Linked DNA regions of Ovis aries: region 1 is linked to region 2. A link is a contact called in public Hi-C data. All regions are on one chromosome and are shown on one strand. Each heading gives the region's core, a stretch centred on a gene start, on an enhancer-like site or on the middle of the called end of the contact. The rest is flanking DNA. Distances are from core to core; before and after follow the strand shown.

Evidence for each region. A called contact is a pair of places that touch in the nucleus more often than the background predicts.
Region 1: a Hi-C map of liver shows a contact between it and region 2, with 2.7 times the contacts expected there. The contact joins the promoter of IL1RAP here to the enhancer-like site in region 2. A contact is called at or near these places in 2 of 16 Hi-C or Micro-C datasets (hypothalamus and liver).

The regions. Positions count from the first base shown.
Region 1 is chr1:197,594,277-197,600,418 of ARS-UI_Ramb_v3.0, forward strand. IL1RAP (interleukin 1 receptor accessory protein) reads right to left here and starts at 3,788. Exons shown (of 11, transcript XM_012097075.5): 1 at 3,652-3,788.
Region 2 is chr1:197,458,740-197,465,058 of ARS-UI_Ramb_v3.0, forward strand. The region is part of intron 8 of IL1RAP (interleukin 1 receptor accessory protein); the gene reads right to left. Among named protein-coding and RNA genes, the nearest start is that of IL1RAP, 140 kb to the right of the region's middle. Within about 2 kb of position 1,927, at least 1 of the 54 cell types and tissues checked has an H3K27ac peak or open chromatin away from gene starts, as enhancers often do. A contact at or near this core is called in liver, where this site is marked.

The sequences.
Region 1 (6,142 bases), core at 2,538-5,037, 140 kb after region 2:
TTCCTGTTCTTTGGGGTTTCTATTTCTCCCACAGAACAATTTCCAAAATGGGTAGAGAGCACAGTAGGTGGCTCTCTTTAATATTTCACAGGCAAGGCAATAGTGACTCACCAGATCCTACATCTGTGTCACCAGCAAAAGCCTGACAAAGTTGAGCAACAAATGAAACTGTGTGTATGTCAGAGATAACCTTTAGCTTTTTCTTCTGCTTCTTCCTCTGATTTTCTCCAGCTCTTTTCTGCTTTTCTAACCATGCCAGGTAAGATGACGCTGACCGCCTACCTTTTGGCAAAAGCAAACATATGCCTCCAGATGCCAAAAACAAGAAGCACAGTGTTTCTCCCCTAAATGTATTTGCCAGCCGGTCCGCTTGCTATAAAGCAAAGAAACCTGAAGGCCTGTGGGGGTCTCAACAGATAAATGGCCCCACTGTCTGGGCCAGAAACAGATCTGTTCATTTTCCTACATAAGCCTGCAGCCATCAGTTTCCACTGGGAAGACTGAAACCCCAGACCAGTGATCAGCATCGCCAGCCGGCAGTGGTCTTTCCTATAAATGCTGCCTCTGCACACTGTTCACTATATCCCACCCTTTCCATCCTTGGAATTGGACAAAAGAAGAGAAAAATGCAGTGGTCACTCATGGCATTTGTTCCTCAGTCTTCTTAAGACCCTGAGTGTTAGCACGAGGATGGCAGAAAGAAGAAACCACCCAGAACAGGAAGAAAGCCGTGACATAACTCTGCACTTTATGTCCTCATGGTACTCTTCTGCCTAGGAACTGAAGGTGTACTGCATCAAACACATGTGAACAGACAGGCTGCCCTAGAGATTCATCACTCTGAAACTTCTTCTCCCGACAGCTGCCCCACCAGCCTCTACAGAGCATAGTTCTCTCAGAAAAGAACTGTCCTCTTCAGGACAAAATGGATACCCTGAAGTCACCAAATAAGTAAGGTCACCCTAACAACTGAAGTAAATGGCTAATGATGTCATTGGAGAGATGACAGGAAGTGACGGGAAAGGCCTTCCACTAGAAGTCAAAAGATGTGAACTGTATTTCTAAGACTGAAATTTACTAACCACCTGACCCTTGACAACTTCTCCTTTCTCTGACTCTCATTCAATTTTCTTCTCAATAAACTGAGATCAGCTAAGAAAAGATATCATTTAATGAGCACCTACTCACTACACTCATTTTACATTATTTGACTTAATTTACTCTTTATATGAATCCTTGGGGTAAGCATTTTTTCCACTTTAAACAGTGAGATGAACTGCTTAGTATTACCCAGCTACATATGAATTAGAGACCGAATTTGAATTTGATCGGAAAACCGGCCTTTTTCATACTTTATCATATCATCATATTATCCTTCCACTATTACTACATTATGTCCTTCTCTCAAGGCTATTGTAAGTAGCAATGAAGATAATACATATGGAATGCACTAGAAATTGTAAAGGCATATATATATATATATGTAACAAACAGTCTAGATAAGGAGAAAAGGTATTACTGAATAACCTTTCTTTGAAATACCAGAACTAAAAGGAGTCAGCTTTCAATCTCCCATCCCCTTGTTCTGACCTTATTTTGAACATTTTCCTTTTCCCTACAAGTCCCCGGTCTCTCAGGCACGCGTTCAGATGTATCCTGGCCAGCTCATCACAATGCATGCACACGGAACAGGCTGACAGAAGCAAGCATTCCCATCCTCTGCAAATTCCTGGTGTGGGAGCTACCTAAGGGGTACCACCAAACTCTGTCCTTTCCTCCAGGTGTATCACACCCCCACCCTGCACACTTCAGTACTACAGCCATATGCAATGGACCGTGAAGCAGGCAGCCAACTAAATACTGGATGCTCAGTTCAGGGACTTATAGCACAGCCAGGAGATAATAGCATATAACTGTATGAAGTCAATCAGAATAAAATCAACCATTCCAGATGGGGGTATATAAGGGACACTACTTCATTTTAAAATACCAATAATGCCAATAATAAAGGATAACTAGAGAGGGTGGGCATATGTGGATGTTTGTGTTTACATTAGATGTTTGTGTCCAGAGGGACTGAATTTAGGAGCACCACTGTATAATCCAAAAGAAATGCATGTAAATCTTCTTGTTTTCCTATACTAGCTGAAAAGTATAGTCTGACCTGAGACCGCAGGAATAAAAGGCTTAGAATAGTCTGCAACATAGATGAAACTTGTAACTTCTCCTCTTGTCTGTCTACCTCTCATCAAATTCAAGACCCTCTTTGCCAATAAAGGCAGCCTCAGATCAAAGTTTCACAGAACTGAGGTTTGACCTAAAAACTAGCAGGGAATCGGCATCACTGAGAAACATTTTCTATTCCAAGTCAAGCATCTACGATCAAAGTCACATGTAGAGGGCATTCAGAAAACACTATAAAAGAGCTGTTCAGACTCCAAAGAAGGAAACACCACAACATCCAGATTTAAAAAAAAAAAAAAAAAAGTCACTCTGTCTGAAAAATCAGCTCTAAAAAACCCACTGTCTCCAAGGTTAACATGTAACAATATTTACAATCGCTGCCATCAATGTCAAATTGACCGGGTGCCAAGTCAGGCACTGTGATAACCATGCTGTCTGAATTACCCCGTTTCATCCTCCCAAGTGACCTAAGGACTCTTTGTGACCACTAAAATCTCCATTTTATGGCTGGACCAAAAACACAGGCACACACAAAACAAAAACAAAACTGAGTATCAAAAAGACTGGATTGCCCAAGTTCACACAGTTAAAACGTGGCAGAGCTGGAGAGAAAGCCAGGTAAATACTCCTCCTCAGCTGGTAGCTAACCTGAGATCTCTGGAGCAGAGCAGTGTTTCAGGATTTCACAACGAGGGGGTGGAGGCAAGACAGGCTGGGGACTGACTCTTAAAGGAAACGGCAGAAGTTTGCTTTTATGTTTGTGATTTTTCTGTGCAACTCAGCTGCCTCCCTCCTGCCCAGGACTTAGCAGTGAGAGTGGCTATGGTTCTGTGCGGTCAGCTAATCCTATATGAGAAGCATCGTATTTCCCACAGTACCACTGGCCCCGCTTCCCCTATGGCTGAAGAGAGCAGGGTACCAAACGGGGTGACTAGTGCTGGGATATCCCTCACCTCTCCACTGACCCCACCAGGAGTCTGACAGACCCCCCTCGGCGGGGCATGTTTCTGAGAAAACAGGTCGGGAAAGAGGGAGAGAAGCTGTAAGCAGCCTTTACCCAGGCTGTCACAGGTCCAAGCTGGAAGAGACGTGATACCCAGTGGCAACGCTGGGATACACTGCCCCCATCTATCCTCATGGTTCACAGCAGCACTCCGGAGAAATCAAGGCGGGGGTATACCAGGGTAGATCCCTCAGAGCTGGGAGAAGGGTGCAGCGACGCGCAGCCCTCCCGTAACTGCGTTACTTAAATGTTTACAAAGCAAGGATGGGACTCGGGACAGTGGGTTCGAGTCCCGACCACAGCACTAACTAGCTGTGCGACCTCTCCCAGCCGCTGCCGCGCTCTATGCCTCAGTTTGCCCTTTTGTAAAACAGGATTGAAGGAGAAGATCTGTCAGAATCCGTCTACCCTAAGATTCGGTAGGTCGGTGATCCCACAAGCCCTCCTCACCGCACCAGACTCACCTTTCTTGGGAGGAAGAGCGGACGTGGTGAAGGCGGCGGGAATGAGTGCAGGATCGCCCAGCACCGAATCTTTCGGTGCGCTTGGCCAAAGCCCAGCCCCGGGGACCCCGATCCGGCCAGTCTTCCCGCAATGAGCCTCTTACTTTCCGCCGCACTTTCTTTTTTCCCCCTTTGGGGCTCCTCCCCTGCCGCTGCGCGATTGGCCGCCGTCGCGCGGCTCCGGCTCCACCCGCCGCCTCGGCTCGCTAGCCACCCGCGCTCTGGGCTTCCAAGAGCTGAGGCCGTGGGGCGGCACCGAGGGCAGCCCCGCCCGCGGCGAGGAGGAGCGGCGCCGTGCCCGCGGCCCGCCAACCCGCGGCTGCGCTAGGCCCTTCGGCGCCCCGCCACCTCCTGGGCAGACTGGAGCGCGCAGAGGAGAGCGTGGGTCCCGCAGCTTGGCACGACGCCAGGCGCTTCGGGTAGATGTGCTCTGCTCCACACAGAGACGTACACTTGGGCTCATTGCAAGATTCTGGTCTCATGGTCGAGAACGCTGTCACACTGCCTCTTCCTGGCTCTGTGTATTTAACTCTCTGCTGCACCAAAGCCATGAATGAGTCTGTGCAGAATTTGCGCCCCCATCGTGTGCCAAACCCAGAGCGCTACAGGAAGAAACATACTCGACCTTGGTGGTCCGGAGCCCCCGCTCCGCTGCAAGTAACAGTCCTGGGAACAAACTATTGCTCATGACAGCAAAATGTAATCTGTATTTTCCCCTGGCGTGTACTGGTGTGCCTAGCAAGTTGCCTGGCGCAAAGTTGGCACTCAGTACATGCATACTGAATTAGTGAATGAATTAATCGATATAGAACCAAGCGATCTCAAAAGAATCACTCGTTTTCATTCACTCCCTTTTCTCCAGATTTCTGAAAGAGCCCTCAGCCAACTTCTCCCACTCTAGTGGTAGTCTATGTAGTCATCCGGAGCTTTACAATGACTGTCGACTTCTTTGTTCAAGAACCTTCTGTTGTTCTCTATTGCTAGTCCATCACCATTCCTTCCCGGCTGGCAAGGCCCTTCAACACCTTTCCTAATATCTGAGACTCCCAACAAAAGCCAAGTTGACCTGTCTCTTCACACATGCTTTACTGTACCACATTTATGACTTACCTTCTGTTCTTAGGACTTCCCTGGAGGCTCAGACGGTAAAGCATCTGCCTACAATCCGGGAGACCCAGGTTCAGTCCCTGGGTCAGGAAGATCTTCTGGAGAAGGAAATGGCAACCCACTCCAGTATTCTCACCTGGAAAATCCCATGGATGGAGGAGCCTGGTAGGCTATAGTCCATGGGGTCGCAGAGTCAGACACAACTGAGTGACTTCATTTTCACTTTCTTTCTGTTCTTAGAGTTACCTAATTGAATCTTGTTTATTTATTTATCCATGAAATTGAGTCCAAAGAAAGAAATTAAAGAAAAGGAGAAAAAAGACGTGAAGGAAAAAGATCCTCATGAATTAGTAAGTGAAACTAGGAGGTGCCAGTCTCTAGGTACCAGCTAGAGATGAATAGCAATGCAAAGCTCAGACACTGCTGCCTCAAATGGTTGAACTTCCTAAGGTAAAATAACAATATTACTAAAGCTGTAGTCATGTTCATGTTGTTTCACTTATTTCTATCGTTTATGGAAATCAATCCTGAGAAAGCATTTGTCTCTGGATACCTGGCACAGCGTACCTGTTCACAACATTGTACCAAAACGGAAACAACCTAAAATTTTAAAAGTTTATTTTATGAAGTAGAAGCAAAACTGGTCTTTGATTTATTATTCACTCGTGAAATATATTTCAGGACATCGAATATTTTTTTCTTATATAATACACTCATTGAACACTTTTATAATATATGCTTACAATGTAGCAGGCACTTGGTATATATCAGTTAATTTAATTTCACAATCATCTAAGTGACTGTTATTATCTCCAATATGAAGACTTGACGGAGAAGTCATATCTTGCCCAAGGCCACAAGCCTACAAGATAAGACTGCAAAATGAAAACTGAGGCAGTCTTCTTGCTCTTAACCACCTCACTAGATAGTCTTATGTGCTTTCGAGAAGTCCTGACTCTGCCAGGCACATGTTGGTGATTCAGAATTTAACCAGATATACTCTAGGACTTTGAGGAGATATTCCTAGTTTGATGAGGATGATATCATATAGACAAGTCATCACAATGTTAATGTTGTAATTTTAAGACAAACAAGTGACTGAGAATGAAAATGGTTAAATAACCAGTGCTGTATACTCACACAATAAAGTATTTGCTGTCATAATTAACGGATCATGAGACTATATCTACAAAGGAAAAGACATAATTAAAAAGGTTGTGTAAAAGGTATGAAAACACAGACAGTGATTGAAAGGACTGTGGAAAATGTTCATGTGTCAGAATTATGGAAGTATTTTTCTTTTTTAATTTGCTTAATGGCAAAATATTACTGTACAATTAGAAAA
Region 2 (6,319 bases), core at 677-3,176:
TGCCAAAGCCTTTGACTGTGTGGATCACAATAAACTGTGGAAAATTCTGAGAGAGATGGGAATACCAGACCACCGGACCTGCCTCTTGAGAAATCTGTATGCAGGTCAGGAAGCAACAGTTAGAACTGGACATGGAACAACAGACTGGCTTCAAATAGGGAAAGGAGTAAGTCAAGGCTGTATATTGTCACCCTGCTTATTTAACTTATATACAGAGTACATCATGAGAAACGCTGGACTGGAAGAAACTCTGGAATCAAGATTGCCGGGAGAAATATCAATAACCTCAGATATGCAGATGACACCACCCTTATGGCAGAAAGTGAAGAGGAACTCAAAAGCCTCTTGATGAAAGTGAAAGAGGAGAGTAAAAAAGTTGGCTTAAAGTTCAACATTCAGAAAATGAAGATCATAGCATCTGGTCCCATCACTTCATGGGAAATAGATGGGAAACAGTGGAAACAGTGTCAGACTTTATTTTTTTGGACTCCAAAATCACTGCAGATGGTGACTGCAGCCATGAAATTAAAAGATGTTTACTCCTTGGAAGGAAAGTTATGACCAACCTAGACAGCATATTCAAAAGCAGAGACATTACTTTGCCAAGAAACGTCCGTCTAGTCAAGGCTATGGTTTTTCCAGTAGTCATGTATGGATGTGAGAGTTGGACTGTGAAGAAAGCTGAGCACTGAAGAATTGATGCTTTTGAACTGTGGTGTTGGAGAAGACTCCTGAGAGTACCTTGGACTGCAAGGAGATCCAACCAGTCCATTTTGAAGGAAATCAGCCCTGGGATTTCTTTGGAAGGAATGATGCTAAAGTTGAAATTCCAGTAGTTTGGCTACCTCATGAGAAGAGTTGACTCTTTGGAAAAGACTCTGATGCTGGGAGGGATTGGGGGCAGGAGGAGAAGGGGACAACAGAGGATGAGATGGCTGGATGGCATCACTGACTCGATGAACGTGAACCTGAGTGAACTCCGGGAGTTGGTGATGGACAGTTAGGCCTGGCGTGCTGCGATTCATGGGTCACAAAGAGTCAGACACGACTGAGCGACTGAACTGAACTGAACTGAGTGAAACTTAAGAGTTTGAGATGGAACAAAATATTTCTGGATCTGAAACAGAAGTGGGTTAAATTATATATTAGCTGATTTGACAATTACTTATTGGCATCTACCATTTGCTAGAAGCTGTTGAGGTTACAACAGTAGATAAAACAGGAAGGGTCTCTGCCCTTTTAGGGCTAAGATTCTAATGCAGGGAAGTAAATAAGAAAATAAATAAGACAGTTACTGTTAGAGAGTGATCCATGCTATGAAGGAAATAAACCAGGGTAATATGAGGGAGGTAACTGAGGGGAGGAGTTGGGGCAGGAGAGGTATATTAGGTAGAGGTGAGAAAAAGCCTTTTCAAACACCTGAACATTGTGTGTATTAAGTGTTTGCCGGGACAAGGCACAGAAAAATGTTCTTCAATCTAGAACTGTTATCAGGCCTTCCTGACTTCAAAGTTCAGAGATCTTTGCACAACACTACCATGAAGTTCAATTATTGATCATGCCAGTGAAAAATCCCTTTTAAAACAGGTAGCTATTCTAAGGGGAAAATGGTGAGTAGCCTAGAGCAAAATCTGAAATTCTCTAATTAAGAGGAAAAATCACTGAGTTTTGCATTCATTATCCTAAACTCAGGGTACTAATCCTGCTACAGATATAGCCTGGGAGTCAGCTGTACAGAATTACCATGTACTCTAATACTCATGATTTCCAGGTGGCACAGTGGTAAAGAATCTTCCTCTCAAATGCAGAAGACCCGGGTTCAATCATTCCTTGGGTCTGGAAGATTCCCAGAAGTAGAAAATGGCAACCCACTCCAGTATTCTTGCCTGATAATCCCATGGACAGAGGAGCCTGGCGGGCTACAGTCCATGGGGTTGCAGAGTCAGATACAACTAAGCGACTGAGCATGCATGCGCACAGGCTTGTACTCAACCCATGAACAATAGTGCTTTAAAATAAGATAATAAATGCCATAAAGCTATGTCAGTGCAGTTGAGAATTTATTAAGATCAGTTTGAGTAGCTGGCATGAAAATTGCTGTGTCCTTGGTATTTCTGAGTAGATGTTATGTTAACGACACACTGGGCTAATTCCCACTGTCATCATTATTTGCTCAGCTATTTTGGCTCTGCCTGGATGGACATTTCACAATAAGAAAAAATGAAAAAAGGTCAGTGGATCCACTTACCTGAAATGGATTTTTCTTAAAAAAGATCAATAGTTACCTTGTTTAGTGATCAAGATATCAATTACACTCATGGCTTTCCCTCTGCCACATTCTTTTCACTACTGTCTGTTTTATTTCTACTAGAGCTTTTTAATTTTGTGTCATGCAATTACACATGTCGTATTTACAGACTGCATTTTGTTGGGCCACCTTGATGATTTCAAGAAGTTCCTAATGCTATTTAACTAATTGAACTCAAGATAAATAATCCACAAGCCTGATTTTCTAAATGGTTTGAGTCACATTTAGGAAGTGCTCTAAAAAGCTTTCCAATATAACTTTGCTGGTTTGTTTGAAAGGCTGATCCTTAGTCCACATTTTCCATCTGCCCCACCTCAAGTCTTTGATGTTTAGGGGGTAGAGATTTTACTCTGATGCCATCCCAAACCAAAGGGTTTCCAGTCAAAGGGGTGATATAGGACTCCTAAACTACTTCTATCTTTGTTCTCACTGATCATCTAAACAGGATGGAGACAAATTTAGTGACTTGCTCTAATGTTTCTTTCTGAATCAGAATTCCCTCTAGCCGTTTTCCAGAGCCCAAATTTGCAGCTAACTACCCTTGGTTATGGAGAAGGCAATGGCACCCCACTCCAGTACTCTTGCCTGGAAAATCTCATGGATGGAGGAGCCTGGTGGGCTGCAGTCCATGGGGTTGCTAAGAGTCGGACACGACTGAGCGACTTCATTTTCACTTTTCACTTTCATGCATTGGAGAAGGAAATGGCAACCCACTCCAGTGTTCTTGCCTGGAGAATCCCAGGGATGGGGGAGCCTGGTGGGCTGCTGTCTATGGGGTCGCACAGAGTCGGACATGACTGAAGCGACTTAGCAGCAGCAGCACCCTTGGTTAAGCCAGCACAATAGCTCTAGTCTTTTTCCTTGTTTCAAGCTATCAGTCTACAATTTTGTTTCTCCTTGAAAACTTAAATTTATCTCCTTCATATTCAGTATCATAGTAGGGGCCTTGTTATCCACTGAATCTCCCAACCAAATACCAGCTTCTTGAATTTTCAAGCATTCCCTGCCATGGAATATTTGTCTATTCTTTGCTCAATTGTTGTTACTACTTGACAATTTTTGGTGCTACAATAATAGTCACTTGCCTGAATAACAAAGAGAATGTGTGCATGTGTGTGCATGTGCTAAGTCCCTTCAATTGTGCCTGACTCTCTGCGACCCTATGGGCTGTAGCCCGCCAGGCTCCTCTGTCCATGGGATTCTCCAGGCAAGAATACTGGAGCGGATTGCCATGCCCTTCTCCAGGGATCTTCCCAACCCAGGAATCGAACTGAAGTGTCTTATATCTCTTGCATTGGTAGTCAGCTTCTTTACCACTAGTGTCACCTGATAGTAAATCAAAGATTTATAACTGAATTAATCTTCAGACCTTATTTGTTTGGCTATTTTAGTTCAAACTTGTACATTTTGAAAATCAGCTTCTGGTCTTAGAGAAGTGACAGGGGCAGCCTTCTCTCCATAACATCTAAAATATTATGATGATTTAGGGGTATGCAAAGATTTCTTAGAACAAAGAAAACAATAACCATTAAAGAAAACATTAATAAATTACACCTCATCACTAATGTACCACTGAAGATAGGAACTGGCAAGATACAGAGTGGGAGAAAGTATTTGCAAAATATCTATCCAAGAAGGAACTGGTATCTAGGGTAGAAAAGAGAATTGCTCAGATCTGATAATGAACATACAAACAACCTACTTATAAAATGGACAAGGTATTTGAACACTCATAACACAAAAGAAGACCAATGACTCACAAGCATATGAAAAGGTGCTCAGCATCTTAATCATCAGTGAAACAAAAACTGGAAAATGAGGTACCACCACACTCACTAGAACGGCTGAAACTAAGATTGTTGTTTGCTGTTGTTTTAGTCACTAAGTCATGTTTGACTCTGTGACCCCATGGACAGGCCCCTCTGTCCATGGTATTTCCCAGGCAAGAATACTGCAGTGGGTTGTCTTTTTCTTCTCCTGGGGCTCCTCTTGACCCAGAATTGAACCCACAACTCCTTCATTGGCAAGTGGATTCTTCACGCTGAGCCACCAGGGAAGCCCAAAACTAAAGAGTAACAACATTGAATGACAAAGATGTGAATACACTGTTTCAGTGAGAGGGGAGAATGATCCCACCACTTGGGAAGAAAGCGCTGAGAGTTTCTGATAAAACTAAGCTGATAATTCTACTCATAGGTACTCACATCAGAGAAGTAAAAATAAAAGTCCATGAAAAGGCTTGGATAAGAATGTTAACAGAAGTTCTTCAAAACTGTGAACAACCCAGATGACCTCCACCCAGAGAAAGAATAACTAAGCTGCAATAAATTCTTAAAAAAAAAAAAAAGAAAGAAAGAAAACACACAATAACAACAACAAAAAATTACTTGGCAAACAAAAGCAGCTAACGACTGATACAACAGCATGACTATTAAGATTATTTTCTGAGTGAAAGAAGCTTTATAAAAGAGTGCATTCTGTATAGGTCTAGGTATACAAAGTTCTAGAAGAGGAAAAAAATAGTACATTCTGATAAGGAAAATCAGAACAGTTGCTTTGACAGTGGTGGAGAAGCTAGGAGTAGCAGGATTGATTGATAAGGGGAAGGAGTGGGAGGTTACTGTCTATGGTGATGATAATATTCTATACTTGATTTTAAGTTATACCATAAATATGTACACATTTTTAAAATATTATCAAAGTTCACATAACTGTGATTTGTAATTTGTCACTGTATACAAACTTTACCTAAAAAAAACCTAAGAGAACTATAAATAAATATTAAAATTTGGATAATATAAGATGCTTAAATGTTTAGGTGATAACTTTTACTCATGACTGTAACTACTTTAAAGGTATAAATAATAAGATATATTAATGTATGCATAGCAGAATGGATTGATGGGTAGATATGTGATAAATCAAAGATAGCAAAATGATAGAATCTACACAGGTTATATAATTGTTCACTGTATAATTCTTTCAACTTTTCCATGTATTTGAAATCTGTCAATAAAGTATCAAAATATAAAAATTAAGATGAAATAAACCTGCAGATTGAAACAAAGCTGAGAGAATTTGTCACCAGCAGATGTATGCCACTAGAAATATTAAATGGTTTTCCAGCAAAATGTTACCAAAATGAATAGTGTCAGAAATGGAAAATATGCAAATAAATATAATAATAATTTTTTCTCAGTTCTTAATGTATTTAAAGAATACTTATTTAAAGCAAAAATAATAGCAATGTATTGTGGCAGTTAAATGTAAATTGAAATGCATTGTTACAATAAAACAAAGACAGGAGAGAAAAAAATGGAACTTTACCATTTTAAGGTTTTATAAAATATGTCAAGTGATTAATTCAAGGTAGATTGTGATAAGTTCAAGACAAATATTGTAAATACAATAGAAAAAAATTTTAAATAACATGGAATTACTCAATATGCCAGCAAATTTGGAAAACTCAGCAGTGGCCATAGGACTGGAAAAGGTCAGTTGTCATTCCAGTCCCAAAGAAAGGCAATGCCAAAGAATGCTCAAACTACTGCACAATTGCACTCATCTCACATGCTAGCAAAGTGATGCTAAAATTCTCTAAGCCAGGCTTCAGCAGTACATGAACTGTGAACTTCCAGATGTTCAAGCTGGTTTTAGAAAAGGCAGAGCAACCAGAAATCAAATTGCCCACATCCACCGGACCATCGAGAAAGCAAGAGAGTTCCAGAAAAACATCTATTTCTGCTTTATTGACTATGCCAAAGCCTTTGACTGTGTGGATCACAATAAACTGTGGAAAATTCTGAGAGAGATGGGAATACCAGACCACCTGACCTGCCTCTTGAGAAACCTATATGCAGGTCAGGAAGCAACAGTTACAATTGGACATGGAACACAGACTGATTTTAAAGAGGAAAAGGAGTATGTCAAGGCTGTATATTGTCACCCTGATTATTTAACTTCTATATAGCGTACATCATGAGAAACACTAGGCTGGAAGAAACACAAGCT